3 separate regions of the Sus scrofa genome follow, and regions 1 and 3 are each linked to region 2. The links are chromatin contacts, called in public Hi-C and HiChIP or PLAC-seq maps. All regions are on one chromosome and are shown on one strand. Each heading gives the region's core, a stretch centred on a gene start, on an enhancer-like site or on the middle of the called end of the contact. The rest is flanking DNA. Distances are from core to core; before and after follow the strand shown. Region 1 overlaps ARHGAP21 (rho GTPase-activating protein 21). Region 2 overlaps PRTFDC1 (phosphoribosyltransferase domain-containing protein 1). Region 3 overlaps ARHGAP21 (rho GTPase-activating protein 21).

The links. Hi-C and Micro-C count contacts between places; a contact is called where the count stands out from the background. HiChIP or PLAC-seq counts read pairs in DNA pulled down with a chosen protein or histone mark.
Region 1: a Hi-C map of liver shows a contact between it and region 2, with 8 times the contacts expected there. The contact joins two enhancer-like sites. A contact is called at or near these places in 1 of 47 Hi-C or Micro-C datasets (liver) and 1 of 2 datasets of contacts at active chromatin or transcription factors (alveolar macrophages).
Region 3: a contact with region 2 is called in an H3K27ac HiChIP or PLAC-seq map of alveolar macrophages. The contact joins two enhancer-like sites. A contact is called at or near these places in 1 of 47 Hi-C or Micro-C datasets (embryonic fibroblasts) and 1 of 2 datasets of contacts at active chromatin or transcription factors (alveolar macrophages).

What each region holds. Positions count from the first base shown.
Region 1 is chr10:50,582,843-50,587,885 of Sscrofa11.1, reverse strand. All of the region lies in intron 1 of ARHGAP21 (rho GTPase-activating protein 21), which reads right to left. Among named protein-coding and RNA genes, the nearest start is that of ARHGAP21, 44 kb to the right of the region's middle. Within about 2 kb of position 2,240, at least 23 of the 83 cell types and tissues checked have an H3K27ac peak or open chromatin away from gene starts, as enhancers often do. A contact at or near this core is called in alveolar macrophages and liver, where this site is marked.
Region 2 is chr10:50,398,386-50,402,949 of Sscrofa11.1, reverse strand. All of the region lies in intron 3 of PRTFDC1 (phosphoribosyltransferase domain-containing protein 1), which reads right to left. Among named protein-coding and RNA genes, the nearest start is that of PRTFDC1, 35 kb to the right of the region's middle. Within about 2 kb of position 1,804, at least 33 of the 83 cell types and tissues checked have an H3K27ac peak or open chromatin away from gene starts, as enhancers often do. A contact at or near this core is called in alveolar macrophages, embryonic fibroblasts and liver, where this site is marked.
Region 3 is chr10:50,615,142-50,619,498 of Sscrofa11.1, reverse strand. All of the region lies in intron 4 of ARHGAP21 (rho GTPase-activating protein 21), which reads right to left. Among named protein-coding and RNA genes, the nearest start is that of ARHGAP21, 76 kb to the right of the region's middle. Within about 2 kb of position 1,973, at least 26 of the 83 cell types and tissues checked have an H3K27ac peak or open chromatin away from gene starts, as enhancers often do. A contact at or near this core is called in alveolar macrophages and embryonic fibroblasts, where this site is marked.

The DNA of each region.
Region 1 (5,043 bases), core at 991-3,490, 180 kb before region 2:
TCTGCAGACTGATCACATGTGCAGGTTTGTGTTTCCACCACAGGCAAGATACAGAACACTTCCATCACCAGTGAAGAGCCCCACCGCTGTCCCTTCATCACCATGTCCACTTGTCACTTCTCCTCTCACCCACTCCCTAACCCTAGACAACAACTAATGTGCTCCATATTGCTATCATTTTGTCATTTCAAGAATATTAGATCAATGGAATCATACAGTCTGTAAACTTTCGGGGTTTTTTTTCCCCACTCAGCATAATTCCCTAGAGATTCATGCAGCATGTTGCCTGTATTAATTTGCTTCTCTTCGTTGTGGAGTAGTAGTCCACAGTATGGATGTACCGCAGTGCATTTTAAGGACATCCAGATGTTGCTAGTTTTTGATAATTATGAAAAATGTGTTGTGAACATACACGTACAGGTGTGTATTAACGTATTTTCCATGTGTCTGGGATAAATGTTCAAGAGTGCTGTTGCTGGGTTTTATGTATGGTAATTGCATGTTCAGTTTTTTTAAGAAACTGCCCAACTTTCCCAGAGTGACTGTTCCATTTTAAATTTCCACCAGCCATGTATATAAGTGATCCAGTTTCTCTGGGCTCTTTTTTTTTTTTTTTTTTTGCTTTTTAGGGCCACACTCATGGGATATGGAACTTTCCAGGCTAAGGGTCGGATCAAGCTGCAGCTGCCGGCCTACACCACAGCCATGGCAACGCAGGATCTGAGCCACCTCTGCGACCTACACCATAGTTCACAGCAATACCGGATCCTTAACTCACTGATCGAGGCCAGGGATCAAACCTGTATCCTCATGGACCCTAGCTGGGTTCATTAACCACTGAGCCACGAAGGGAACTCCCTCTCTCTGCATTCTTGATGGCTTTTGGTTATTGTCGTTATTTCACCAGTGTGATAGGTGTGTGGTGATATCCTGTTGTGGTAATATTTGCGTTTCCCTCATGGCCAACGATGAACCCCTTTTCATGTGCTTCGCTGCCATCTCCTAATGTAATTTCACAGCATGAAAGAATTTTCTTCTTCTTGTCTTTTTGCCATTTCTTGGGCCGCTCCTGTGGCATATGGAGGTTCCCAGGCTAGGGGTCTAATCAGAGCTGTAGCTGCCAGCCTATGCCAGAGCCAGAGCAACGCAGGATCCGAGCTGCGTCTGCAACCTACACCTCAGCTCACGGCAACGCCGGATGGTTAACCAACTAGCAAGGGCAGGGATCGAACCCGAAACCTCATGGTTCTCTAGTCGGATTCGTTAACCACTGCGCCACGACGGGAACTCCACAGCATGAAAGAATTTTTAAGATTTCATCAGAGTTCCCATTGTGGCAGAGTTCCCCTGGTGGCACAGCGGAAACAAATCTGATTCCTGGACCTGGTCAGTGGATTAAGAATCCAGCATTGCCGTGATCTGTGGTGGACAGATGCGGCTCGGATCCCGTGTTGCTGTGGTGTAGGCTGGCAGCTGTAGCTCTGATTAGACCTCTAGCCTGGGAATTCCATAAGCCAGGGTGCGGCCCTAAAAAGCAAAAAAAAAAAAAAAGATTTAATCAATATAAGCAAACCCCTTCCTATTACACTCGAGGATACTGAGACCCAGATTAGGCAAGTGATTTGTCCAAGATTACTGCTGGCTACTATCAGGATAAAAATTAAAGTCACGGTTTCCTGAATCTGAGGCTAGAATATTTCCCCTGAGTCATATTATATTTCATCATTTCTTCTACTGTGTAGTCTCCATCGTTTCTTCCCAATAGCTCTTTGATGTCATTTTAAATTTTATTTTTCTGCAGAACTCTAATTTTACAACTTGAAACATCTTAGATGCATTCAATTTATTTCTATTGTATTATTATTATTTGGCCTCACAGCCCTGAAATGTCGTCAAGGTTCCTTTCCTTTTCCTTTGAACCACATAGATAAGGTTCTTGGATCATAGCGTCATGCTTCAAGTTTCTGAATTGAGCCTGCTGTGTCCTGTTCTACTGAGTTCTTTACAAAAATGGAGAAAATTAAAGAGTAAGCAATTTCTTTTTTTGCTCCCTACAAACTAACATTTTTTTTTGATGCAACAAAGCTCCGGCATCTCAATTATTTCACCCTCCCAAGAAGGCCCACTGAATCCCCTCTAGTCTCCTACCTTTTCCCTACAGGGAAGAAGGAGGGTTAAAATTCATTCTGCATAGAAAGAGAAGATGAAAAGCTAGACATACGCGCCTTCCTCCCTCCTTCTCCTCCCAACCCGCAGAGCCTCTGATCTGTTAGGTTTTATAACAAGGACGCACTGCAGGCACACTGTGAAGGACACAGCAGTCAGGCTTCTCCACCGGAGAAGACCCTTCACTTTGTCTCTCTACACATGTATCATCTCCCCACCACGAGCACCAATTCACGTCCCCACAGCATCAGGGTGTAAGAAGCCAGGAACTGGCTGGAATCACAGTAGTTAAATTCCTGCAGACAAACAACTGTCATCTGATTCCCTTAAAAGACTTCATAACAAGGTCACTCGATTGAATTATAATAACTCAAGGTTAAAAGAAACCAAAATAAAGGATAAAAACTAGATATAACAAACTAGACAAAGCCAAGAGGAGGAAGAGAAAGTAGGAGGGGGAAGCATTCATCATATAACAATAAAAGTAATAAAAACCTCACGGAGGGGATCACACGGATACCACAGCACCTTTGGGGATAATGAAAATGTCCTAAAAGTAGACTGTAAAGAAAGTTTCACAACCATGTAAATCTGCTACAAGCCACAGACACATACACTCACAGTGGGTGGAGTTTATGGCATGTAAATTACACTTCAACAAAGATATTTAAAAGAAAAAAAAAAGTACAAAGTCTAAATGTTTGCCAGAGGTCAAAGATGCAGGGCTGTCCTGAAGGCAAACACAAGAGAGTTAGGAAAGAATCCCTGTACACACAGCAACTATGTAACCCTTAGTCTTTTATAATTACTTGTACTTTAAATAGAACGGGGATGGCTTCTTAGTATATTCCAGGAATTGTTCATGATAAAGCCTAAGAAAGTAGTATACGATGTTCATCCTCAAGAATCCTAATATTGATTCCATCAATAAATTATGATACAGCTACTAAAGCCAGAATTGTGGGGGGGGGGGGAATCTAGGCATGGGGAAATGCCCAAAATACAATACTGAGGGGAAATGGTAAGAGTAAAATGTTACAGAATGACTAAAATTATCTTAATGAATTAATCATTCTAGCAAAGCAACTTAACACTTTGAAACCCAAAGTGAAATTTCACCCACACACACAACACACAAACCATCTGGAATAAGGGGGCATGTTTCTTTTTGCTAAACAATTCAGATTTTCTGTAAGGAACAGGCATGAACAGGAACATTCGCATCGACCTGCACTGTGGGGCCCACCCCCTTGCTGACTAGTTGTGTGTTGAAAATTTCATCTGTGCTAACTGAATAACCCATTCCTTCCTTAGACACAATGTGCCTTAGAGCAGAATCTCCCAACCAGGACGGCAACACTCAGAAGCGGTTTCCCAGGCCCTGTATCTCACAGAGCACCTGCAGCATAGGATGTACCCTATTGTATTATAATTACTTGTTTATACATCTATCTTCTCAATCTTAGACCAGCTTCCTGAGGAGAGAGGGGATCTAGGTCTTCTTATTCTAGGGTCCAGTATAAATTCTGACAAGTAAGACACAAAAAAGAAAGTAAATTTAAAGGAATTAATAAGTTTGCATAAAACAAGGATAATAGAAAAAACCAATTATGTTAAAACTTTGCTGGGGAATGACTCGCTTTACCTACTTCCTCATTTTTCTCATTTGAGACAGTAAGTGCATATAGTTCTATTTCACATCAAGTAGACAATGATAATGACGCAGACATAAACTCAAACACAGACGTCTATTTTTTAACACGTATTTTCCGATAAAGAGGCTCTATGACCAAATAATAGTTATTTTCCAGAAGCTACTTATTTTGGGATAGGAATAAAATTTTATTTACTCTGAATCAGAGAAAAGGTTGTATTTTTAGGTTAAAAACAATCACCTCCCTATCCTTTGGGCAGAAATCACCTCCCTATCCTTGGGCAGACAGAAATCGCCAAATTAAGAGGCAAGCTCAAGTTTCAATTCATCCTAGCTACCAATGAAATGATGCAGACACAGAGACACCGAGCGTGCACACAGGCACAGGGGTCCAGAAGGTTGGACCCGTATCATGTGGTTTCACTATTCTGCTTGAAGCACTGTAATGCCCTAGAATGTCAGAGACTCATCTCATTAAACGTACACACAAGTAAGTTTTCTCAGTCTTTGTTGATTTTGGATTATCAAAGGCACTACACTGGCAACCAATGTCAAGAGCTGACTCAATTTCATGAGCCTAAACTGTGGACAAATTTCACAGACTTTTATGAAGCGAGAAGCAAACGTTAAGATAAAACAATCCAGCTTGGTCATTCCCCATTTTATAGAACACTGAGTAACGCACCCACAGTTACACAATTCTTGGTGACCCAAACTATTTATGAGGGTCCAACAAAAGTAGGACAGACGAGACAAAAAGCATTACTCCAATGAATCAGGAGCAACTGGGAAAATGGGTCATAAAGGATGCTGAAATGGTTTTCTAGATCCGTAAACATACAGTCTTCTGTACGGCAGTTAGGGTGAAGGCACCCCACATCATAGGAAATCATGATTATTTACTTATTAGCTCTCAGTGAGTGTAGGCTACCATAGTCAGCTGTTTCCAGGAGGGCAAGGACCTCCTGCCACATACGGTAAGCTCTGCCCTACAAGAAGCTTTCCCTGGTGACCGGGAAGAAGGTGGAGAGCTTCAAGGGGGTCACATCGAATCGACACAGAATTACCGAACTGTGGAAATGGGATAGTTCCTCCACCCCTTTGCCTTTTCCTGAAACAGAAGAAACTCAATATACAAAATATCAAATACCCAGAGTGGTTCTGTCTGGGCACAGAGGAAGAGTTTGTACAGGAACTTGCTTGCATTTTGCTGGTTCCTCAGA
Region 2 (4,564 bases), core at 555-3,054:
TTACAAAAGAAGGCAGGAGAGCTCAGAGAAATGAGGTCCTTGCCACAGCAACCTGCAGTGATGAATGCAGAAATGAGGCAGCGTGGAGACACGGTCAGGCCTTCATGAGTCAGGGTGCCTAGATGTGCATCTCAGCTGGGTCTATCCCTCTGCCCACCCCCTACCAGCTCCGTGATCTTGGCACTGTTTCTTAAACTTTCTGTGGTTCCCTTTCCTCAAATGTAAAATGAGGATAATAATAATCTAACTCATCAGGCTGTGGCTAGCATGAATGCATTAATATTTGTAAAGCACTTAAATCTGTACTTTTACAGGTAGACAATTACTTATTATTACTATTATTAGTTTGGATAATCCTAACTCAATTTTCCAAATACCCAGGCATAGTACTATGACCATACTACTACAGTGGAAAGAGATCTTAATTTAAGAATTTGTACAAATAACATTCGGGGTAATTTATTCTAGTATGTGTGTTCTGTATGGAGAGATTAGCTCAGCAGTGCTGGGGACAGAAAAACCATTATCCCTGAAAAAGTCTGCATCTCTTCTGAAATATTTAAATTTATCCGATAACCAAAACAAACTGAATTATATGATGGTTTTCATATTAAAATATACTCATCAATCATCCAAAATTACTAACAAAACTAACTCTTACAAGAACACTACCTAAAAAATCAGAAAAATTATCCATTTTTGCTGGTCCAAATTGATCTGCATTAAAAGTGAGTGGATTTTGCTTTAAACAAAGAAATAAAGCCAGGCTCTCTTTCTACCGTGGTTAAGTATTTCCCTACCTAAAATTCAACAACAGTTAGAAGTGATTAAAAGAACAAATAATACAGGCATAATTAATTTCTTCCTAAGTGATTTGGACTTGGAAATAGTAGAGTAAGGGGAAAATCCTATTTGCATCTTTAAGAACTTATCTTCAATAGGAAGGGGCAACATAAGGGCAGGAGAGTAAGAGGTACAAACTATTAGGTAAAAAATAAGCTACAAGAGACGTGGCTCAGATCCCACGTTGCTGTGGCTACAGCTCCGATTTGACCCCTAGCCTGGGAACCTCCATATGCCATGGGAGTGGCCCAAGAAATGGCATAAAAGACAAAACAAACAAACAACCAAAAAAGATAAGCTACAAGCATATACTGTACAATATGGGGAATATAGCCAGTATTTTACAATAAAATAAATGGAGTATAATCTTTAAAAATTGTGAATCTCTGTATTGTACACTTGTATCTTATATAATATTTTATAGCCACTACACTTCAATAAAAATTGTTTTAAAATAAATTATCTTCATAGGATGAGGAGGGCTAATGTGTTCACATTCCCTCTTCAGATCTCTCTTTTTAGGGGTGCACCCATGGCATATGGAGGTTCCCAGGCTAGGGGTCCAATCGGAGCTGTAGCCAGCTCATGGCAATACCGGATCCTTAACCCACTGAGCAAGGATCGAACCCACATTCTCATGGATACGAGTCAGGTTCATTAACTGCTGAGCCACGACAGGAACTCCACTAGTCGGGTTCTTAACTCACTGGGAGACAACGGGAACTCCCCTTTTCAGATCTCTTAAACAGAGGCCAAGATGACCTTGCCCTTACTGGAATTCTAGTCTCTTCCAGTTGCCTTTCCGAATCAGAAGAGGCTCTACGACCAAAACAGCACACAGAGGTTAGCAGAGCAGTAAGCCCACACCCGCACTTCTGCAGGGGCTGGTGAGAGAGGAAGGAGTGATTGCTGGCTTCCACGAGTCACATGCCTACCAGCACTTCCCCACTGCTATATCAGATTAACATTCGTCGCAAAGAGCACTGCTGATTCATCACAACTACTGTCTAGAGAGACTGCTGCAGCCCTTCCAGAGGCGTTTCTGCCCAGTCATTTCAGTCTCTGGCGTGAGTTTCGGGGCCCTTGACGTATTGCTGTGCCCTTTCCTTCCCGGAGAGTCATCCTGTTTTCATGGAAGACTCTAATTTGTCAATGACTGTTTGAATTCCATTACTGTTCTCCAGAAGATAATACTAGGCAAACACACACACAAAAAAGAAATATTTTCAAACCTATCCTCTAAATGAATTCCAAATTAATAAAAAGAAAGTGAAATCATTCATGTCATGAAACCTATGAATCCCAGGCGTTTTAATATATGTTGAAATTACCTAAGATGTTAATGATTAATATTGCACTTAATAATGGCAAACTCATAAAGTAACCCATATTAAAATCTAAAATGCGAATAAAAAACATTAAATTCAAACTGCATTATAGCACAATGACCATCATAAAGGATTTTTAAAGAATAATTTCCCCCAAAACATTTTCCCCAAGTCATTTTATCATACCCAACTACTTTTTCCCATTCAAATACAAATTATTACTTGGTAACTCTCTTAAAATATGAAGTCCGTATAGTTTATAAAATACTTATGGAATATGTAATTTCATAAAGGCTTTATGGACTTTCTTTTTGGTCTTTTTTGTCTTTTTAGCACCGCACCCGCGTCTTATGGAGGTTCCCAGGCTAGGGGTCAAATTGGAGCTGTAGCTGCCAGCCACAGCCACAGCCACAGCAATGCAGGATCCAAGCTGCGTCTGCGAGCTACACCACAGCCCACGGCATTGCTGGATCCTTAACCCACTGAGCAAGGCCAGGGATGGAACCTGCATCCTCATGGATACTAGTCAGGTTCGTGAACGACTGAGCCACAATGGGAACTCTGGCTTTATGGTCTTGATGTTAGCTTTTATGTTCTAGATTAGTTACAAAATATTGATAAAAATAATGTAACTTAAAAATGAGGGCAAGGATTTTGATTGTCAGCAATTACTTTTGTGTCAAAAGTTAGAAATCGTCTGGACATAATTAATAAAATACCACATACTGTTTTGGGAAAAGGTCAGGTACGAATGGATTAAAATGATTTTCAGCATATATACTTACTGTATATACGCAGTATGCTAAAGATTCAAGGGTCCAGCAGGCAACCCAGGGGCATGAACCCTAGCTGAAACCCTGAGGCATGTGAGGCCATCAACACTCCTGGTACACACACTGCCTGGTGGGCCAGGCTCTGCCTCCTTCCCAGGCGCACAGCCCTCTCCTCTGATAGCTAAGTCGCTCTACCCCACCCTCACCTCATCACATCTCTAGGAGCAAACCCAGCCTCAGATGGGACTGGAACTCTTTGGAGCCATTGTGCAGGCAACCAGAGCCTTGTGTCCCACAACTCAGTAGCATGTGTCTCCTACTGGCTTTGACATTCTGCCTTGTACTCACGATCTGATTCTCACTGTACTCTGGATTTGGGCCTAGTCCTGTTTGCCCATGTCTCCTCTTAGAAACTTGTCCAGCACTTAAAAAGAACTGGGTGCTCCCTTCTCCTGCCTGTCTACCTCCTAGGCACAGGGGCCCGTAGCCTCCACAGCTCCAAGAGGCACCCATGGTGCTCTGGTTAAAAGCCCTGGGTCGGGAGTGAGAGACCTCCACTTCCTGGCCAACTGCGTGTCCTTGGGGCTCCAACTACCCTCTCTGGCCTCAGTGTCCTTGCTTGTGAAAGGGGGTTATTAGTAGCACTCACTTCATATGGGTCCTGTGAGAGTTTAAAGAGTTCATACATACAAAGCACTTAGAACAATAGTTGGCCATAGTGTATAAGTACTCAGGGAATATCAGGCTTTATTAATAGGAGAACCAATAACAGGACTCAAGCTGGTGGATTCTACCAGCCCAGTGCTTGGAGCTCTAAAGGCTGTGGTCCTTCAGCCCATCTTTTAACTACCTATCACTCCTGCTGCAGTGGACTTCACCTCATGCTGGCAGCAGGGTCTGTTTCCCAGGGCACCCCACTCCAGGCTGGGTCTGGTTCCTTATCCTGGATCCCAGCCCAGCCTGTGAAAGATACTGAGTTAAGCCCAGCTCTGTCCCCAGACTGTTCTCTGAAAACTTGGTTGCCTCTACAATTGAATCATTGCCTCTGCATTATTCTCTTATTTATGCACTTAGCGTTTGCTTTTCCTAAAGAAAGACAACCATCATAAGCATCTCTATAGAAAATTAAATTTGAATACAAAGCATGGACACTAATAAAATGTATAGATTCTTTAAAAATAAAGCGGAATGATAACTGAAAATGTTGCTATTATTGGAGTTCCTGTCGTGGCTCAGTGAAAAGGAATCTGACTAGTATCCATGAGGATGCAGGTTCGATCCCTGGCCTCACTCAGTGGATTAAGGATCTGGGGTTGCCACGAGCTGTGGTGGAGGTCACAGACTCCACCACAGCTTGGATCTTGCATTGCTGTGGCTGTGGTGTAGGCTGGCAGCTACAGCTCTGATTCAACCCCTAGTCTGGGAACTTCCATATGCCTTGGGTGTGGCCATAAAAAGACAAAAAAAAAAAAAAGTTACTATTATCCTTACTATTAATCTTATTACACAAATGGGCTTAGGTTTCACTTTTTCTTTTCTTTTTTTTAAATCTTTTACTTGATAGAACTCTCAAAGTAAACTTCCCTTGAGCAACAGCAGATCTCCTTTAAGATCAGATTA
Region 3 (4,357 bases), core at 724-3,223, 220 kb before region 2:
TCTGGCAGATTATTGAGTCCATTTTTCCCTTTGGTAAGGGAGAAGCACTAAGGAAAAAAAATGCATTCTAACTTTTAAAATCTAGGTGTTCCTAAATTTCCACTTAAAATGCACTCACTTCCAGAGTGATGGCTAGTACTTTAAAATCGTATCTCCCAAGCCTCCAATCTGTAGCTCCAACAATTCTGAGCTTCAAAATCCAAAGTTCCAATAATCTCTAGACAATGTCAGCAGAAAGTCACCTGTCAGTTCTCGATCACATTTCACCTACTACAAATAAATACATCCTTGATACTCAACCTCTTTTTCAAGTAACATCAAATGGAACAAAGTGAAGTCCAAAAAACTGCTAAATATTAAAAAACAGATCAGGGAGCTCCTGTCATGGCACAGTGAAAACAAGTCCAACTAGGAACCATGAGGTTGAGGGTTTGATCCCTGGCCTCGCTCAGTGGGTTAAGGATCCAGCATTGCCATGAGTTGTGGTGTATGTAGGTCAAAGATGTGGCTCGGATCTGGCATTTGCTGTGGCTCTGGTATAGGCCAGCAGCTACAGCTCTGATTAGAGCCCTAGCCTGGAAACCTCCATAAGCCACGGGTACGGCCCTAAAAAGCACAAAAAAATAAAAAAATTAAGTAAAACACAGATCAGGAATTCCCTGGTGGCTCAGCCAGTTAAGGATCTGGCATTGTCACTGCAGTGTCTCAGGCTGCTGATGTGGCATGGGCTCGATTCGTGGCCTAAGAACTTCCACATGCCTCAAGCGCGGCCAAAAAAATAAAAAGCAGATCATCTTCTAACTTGATGACAAACTTTCTTTCAACCCACACCCATCTAATTTTTTTTGGTTTACTTTTTATAAAGTGTGGAAAATGTCCAGCATAGAAGTAGAGTAAAACAGCAGAATAACCCCCAGGAATATAGCTTTTTTTTTGGGGGGGGGACCTCTTTAGGACCACACCCACAGCATATGGAGGTTCCTAGTCTAGGGGTCGAATCAAGAGCTGCGGTCGCCAACCTACACCACAGCCATAGCAATGCCAGGTCCGAGCCACATCTACGACCTACACCACAGCTCACAGCAACGCCGGATCCTTAACCCACTGAGGGAGCCCAGGGATTGAACCTGCGTCCTCAAGGATACCAGTCAGATTTGTTTCCTGCTGAGCCAGGACGGGACTCCCCCATGAATATAATTTAAACAATTACTAAAAATCTGTCATCTTGTTTCATTTACACTCACATTTTTTTCCTCAAGTATTTTAAAGCAAATCCCAGGGATCAGGTCAATTCATTAATAAATACTTTAAATGCCTCAATCGGCATCGCTAACAGATAAGAACTTTTACTTCTTGAAGGAAAGACAACAAAATCCATTCACAGTTCTCCATATTGTGTAGCATTCTGCACAACATGGATCACTCAACCGACAAAACACCGAAGCCTTCCTTCTACGTTCATCTTCCTAAAAGCCACCCAACAATAATGAAAAGCATTCATGACACAGAAATGGTAGCACCAAAAGCTATGAAATAAATTTAGAAAGGTCTCAGGGGTAAAATCACAATAGAACCTAAAATTAAGTTCCAGAACAAGTTTTCCCACTCCCAGTGGAATGCTCTGCCCATGTATTCAAATCTACTGAGGTCAGATATGCAGGAGAAGACACATCACATGAAGATCTCTGGCCCACAGTGTCTGGCATATAGTGGATATTCAATAAATATTTACTGCTGACTGATTCAAACTAAAGTCTAGTAAATGCCAACAGCAAGACTGCCCAAAACAAACTCAGAGACTTGTTTCAGGAACAATGCGATTACTGTATTGCTGCTGATCTGCAGGATTTTCCTCAAATAGAAGAAAAATGCTGCCACTTAATAGTAATTTGAATACAAACCACTAGGTGTCAGACGTGAGCCAAAATTTTCCGGCATTATAAACTACCAAGGCAAGAAAGGCTTTGGAGGGTGTTATTCATTCAACAAATATTTACTGAGCTTGTACAAAGTGCCAGGAGCTGATTACCCTGCAAGGAACAAAAGAGTCCTGGGATCTGTCTCCTGGAGTATTTGAAGTTTACGAAGCATCTTTTTTTTTTTTTTTCTCTGAAGTTTCAGGAATTTCACAAAGTATGTACCACGTGTGGATTCGCAGCCCTGCTCTTCCAGTTGTGCTAGATTTCTGGGCTCTCTGCAAACCCAGAAGCATTTGTTGCAGTGCTATACCCACGAGTTATCTTTTCACCTCTGACCTTACCACTGGCCAACCCCACAATTAAACCTGCCCCTCATCCTTCTCAGGCCCTTAAGTCCTCTCTGGCCTTCGAGACCATCAGCCTCCCTCAGAAATCACTCTGGCAATAGTGCAGCCAAATTCACCACAACCTCAACTTCCTTTCCCCTCTGACCTTCCAATGCATTCCATCTGCCAATGTCCCACTATGGAGAATTCCAACCAGACCCTTCATCTCTCTTGCTTCTTGGCCTGAGATTTCAGCTGAGTAAAACTGCGTAACCCGCTGCATTAGATTCCCAGTTCAGCTCAGGGCTTGACACGACTCACTAGAGTATTTTAATTCCATCCCCTCAAGGCTGCTGTCTCAAGCTTCTAATCACCTTCTTAGCCTTGCTCTGCCATCTTGATTTCTTCACATGATTGGATAACCTTATTGCTTACTTGACGCCATCCCAACTGCTGTGTTCTCATTTTTAAAAAAACCTCCGCCTACCCTTACTTCCCTTTGCTCTTTCTCAGGTGACGACCTGCCACCAGCGTTCTTTGGGACTTTGCTCCCCAACGGTCTCTTCCCAAGTGTAAAACTTCAGCCAAACTCTCTTCTCCTCTCCAGATCTGACAACACGCAAAAGCTTCTCAAACTTCAGAGTAAAATGTCACCCTTCCTGCCACACGGCTATCCTCTCTCTCATTCTCCATCCCCTCATTCTCAAACTTCTTGAAGAATAGTCTACACTCAGGTGCCCTCATTTCTTTTAATTCAGGGTTTCTCAGACACTGATGAGCACCCACCCCCGGGACAGGAGGGTGTGTGTGTGTGTGTGTGTGTGTGTGGTGTGTGTGTGTGTGTGTGTGTGTGTGTGTGTGTGTGTGTGTGTGTGTGTGTGTGTGTGTGTGTGTGTGTGTGTGTGTGTGTGTGTGTGTGTGTGTGTGTGTGTGTGTGTGTGTGTGTGTGTGTGTGGTGTGTGTGTGTGTGTGTGTGTGTGTGTGTGTGTGTGTGTGTGTGTCTCCCATCCATTCTCAGCTCTAATTTATGTCACAGCCCCTGATACTTGGTTTCCGGATCCCCTCTGCCCACAGCACTGGAACTGTTCTCCATAACTTTACAATTTGTTACTTCTCAGTCAAGTTCAACAGTATCCTTTAGTGCCCATCCTAACAATTCTCTCGGACAAATGACAAGTCATCCACCCTCCCCTAAAATGATCACCTCTTCATTAGCTAGCCATCAGCTCCCCGTGTTATCTTCCTACCCTCCAATACCCTGTTCTCAGATTTCCCTTCTGATTCTTCATTCTCTGACCAGCTCTTAGATGTGGCCTCCTTGGGGCTCTACCTTGAGGCTGTTCGTCTTCCTGCTGTCTGCGGATGGTGCTTTATTTGTGCACGGGGCTTGATGATAAGGCCCATCATCATATATGATGATGACTCCCCCAAGTCTGGATTCAATCCCACCTCTCTTTACGAGCTCCACACCCAGACGTGTAATGAGGAACAGTCTATTGGCATCAGAAATGTAACTCATCCCAAACGGAAGTCACGTCCCAGGGGAAGGAGGTGGATGTGCTTCCCTTCCAGCATCTATCTGCTCACCTCCGTCTCTCCACTCACTCGTGCCAGAAAAGCTAAGTCCAGTCCTCCATGAGTCATCTTTAACTGGGGACATAAATCCACTCCCAAGTCCTACCACCAAATCTGGGCAAATGGAACTTCTAAGTACCTCTGAAATCTGTTCTGGAATGCAGTTTTTCCTTCATCCTGATGAAATCCCATTCGGCACAAAGCACAACCCATCTGAGAAACCCTCCCCGTGGTAAGGTGACTGGCTGAGCTGTGACCCAGCCATGACTGTACAAACCTCTGCTGCTGCACTTCTTGCAATTATTTTGCACCTTCATCTTCTACCACCCTGTGTACACATTCAATGAACTGTTATAAAAAATAAAGGTCCTGGAGTTCCCACTGTGGCACAGTGGAAACGAATCCACTAGGAACCATGAGATTGTGGGTTCGATCCCCGGCTTTGCTCAGTGGGTTAAGGATCCAGCGTTGCTGTGGTTGTGGCGTAGGCCAGAGGCTACAGCTCCAATTAGACCCCTAGCCTGGGAACCTCCATAT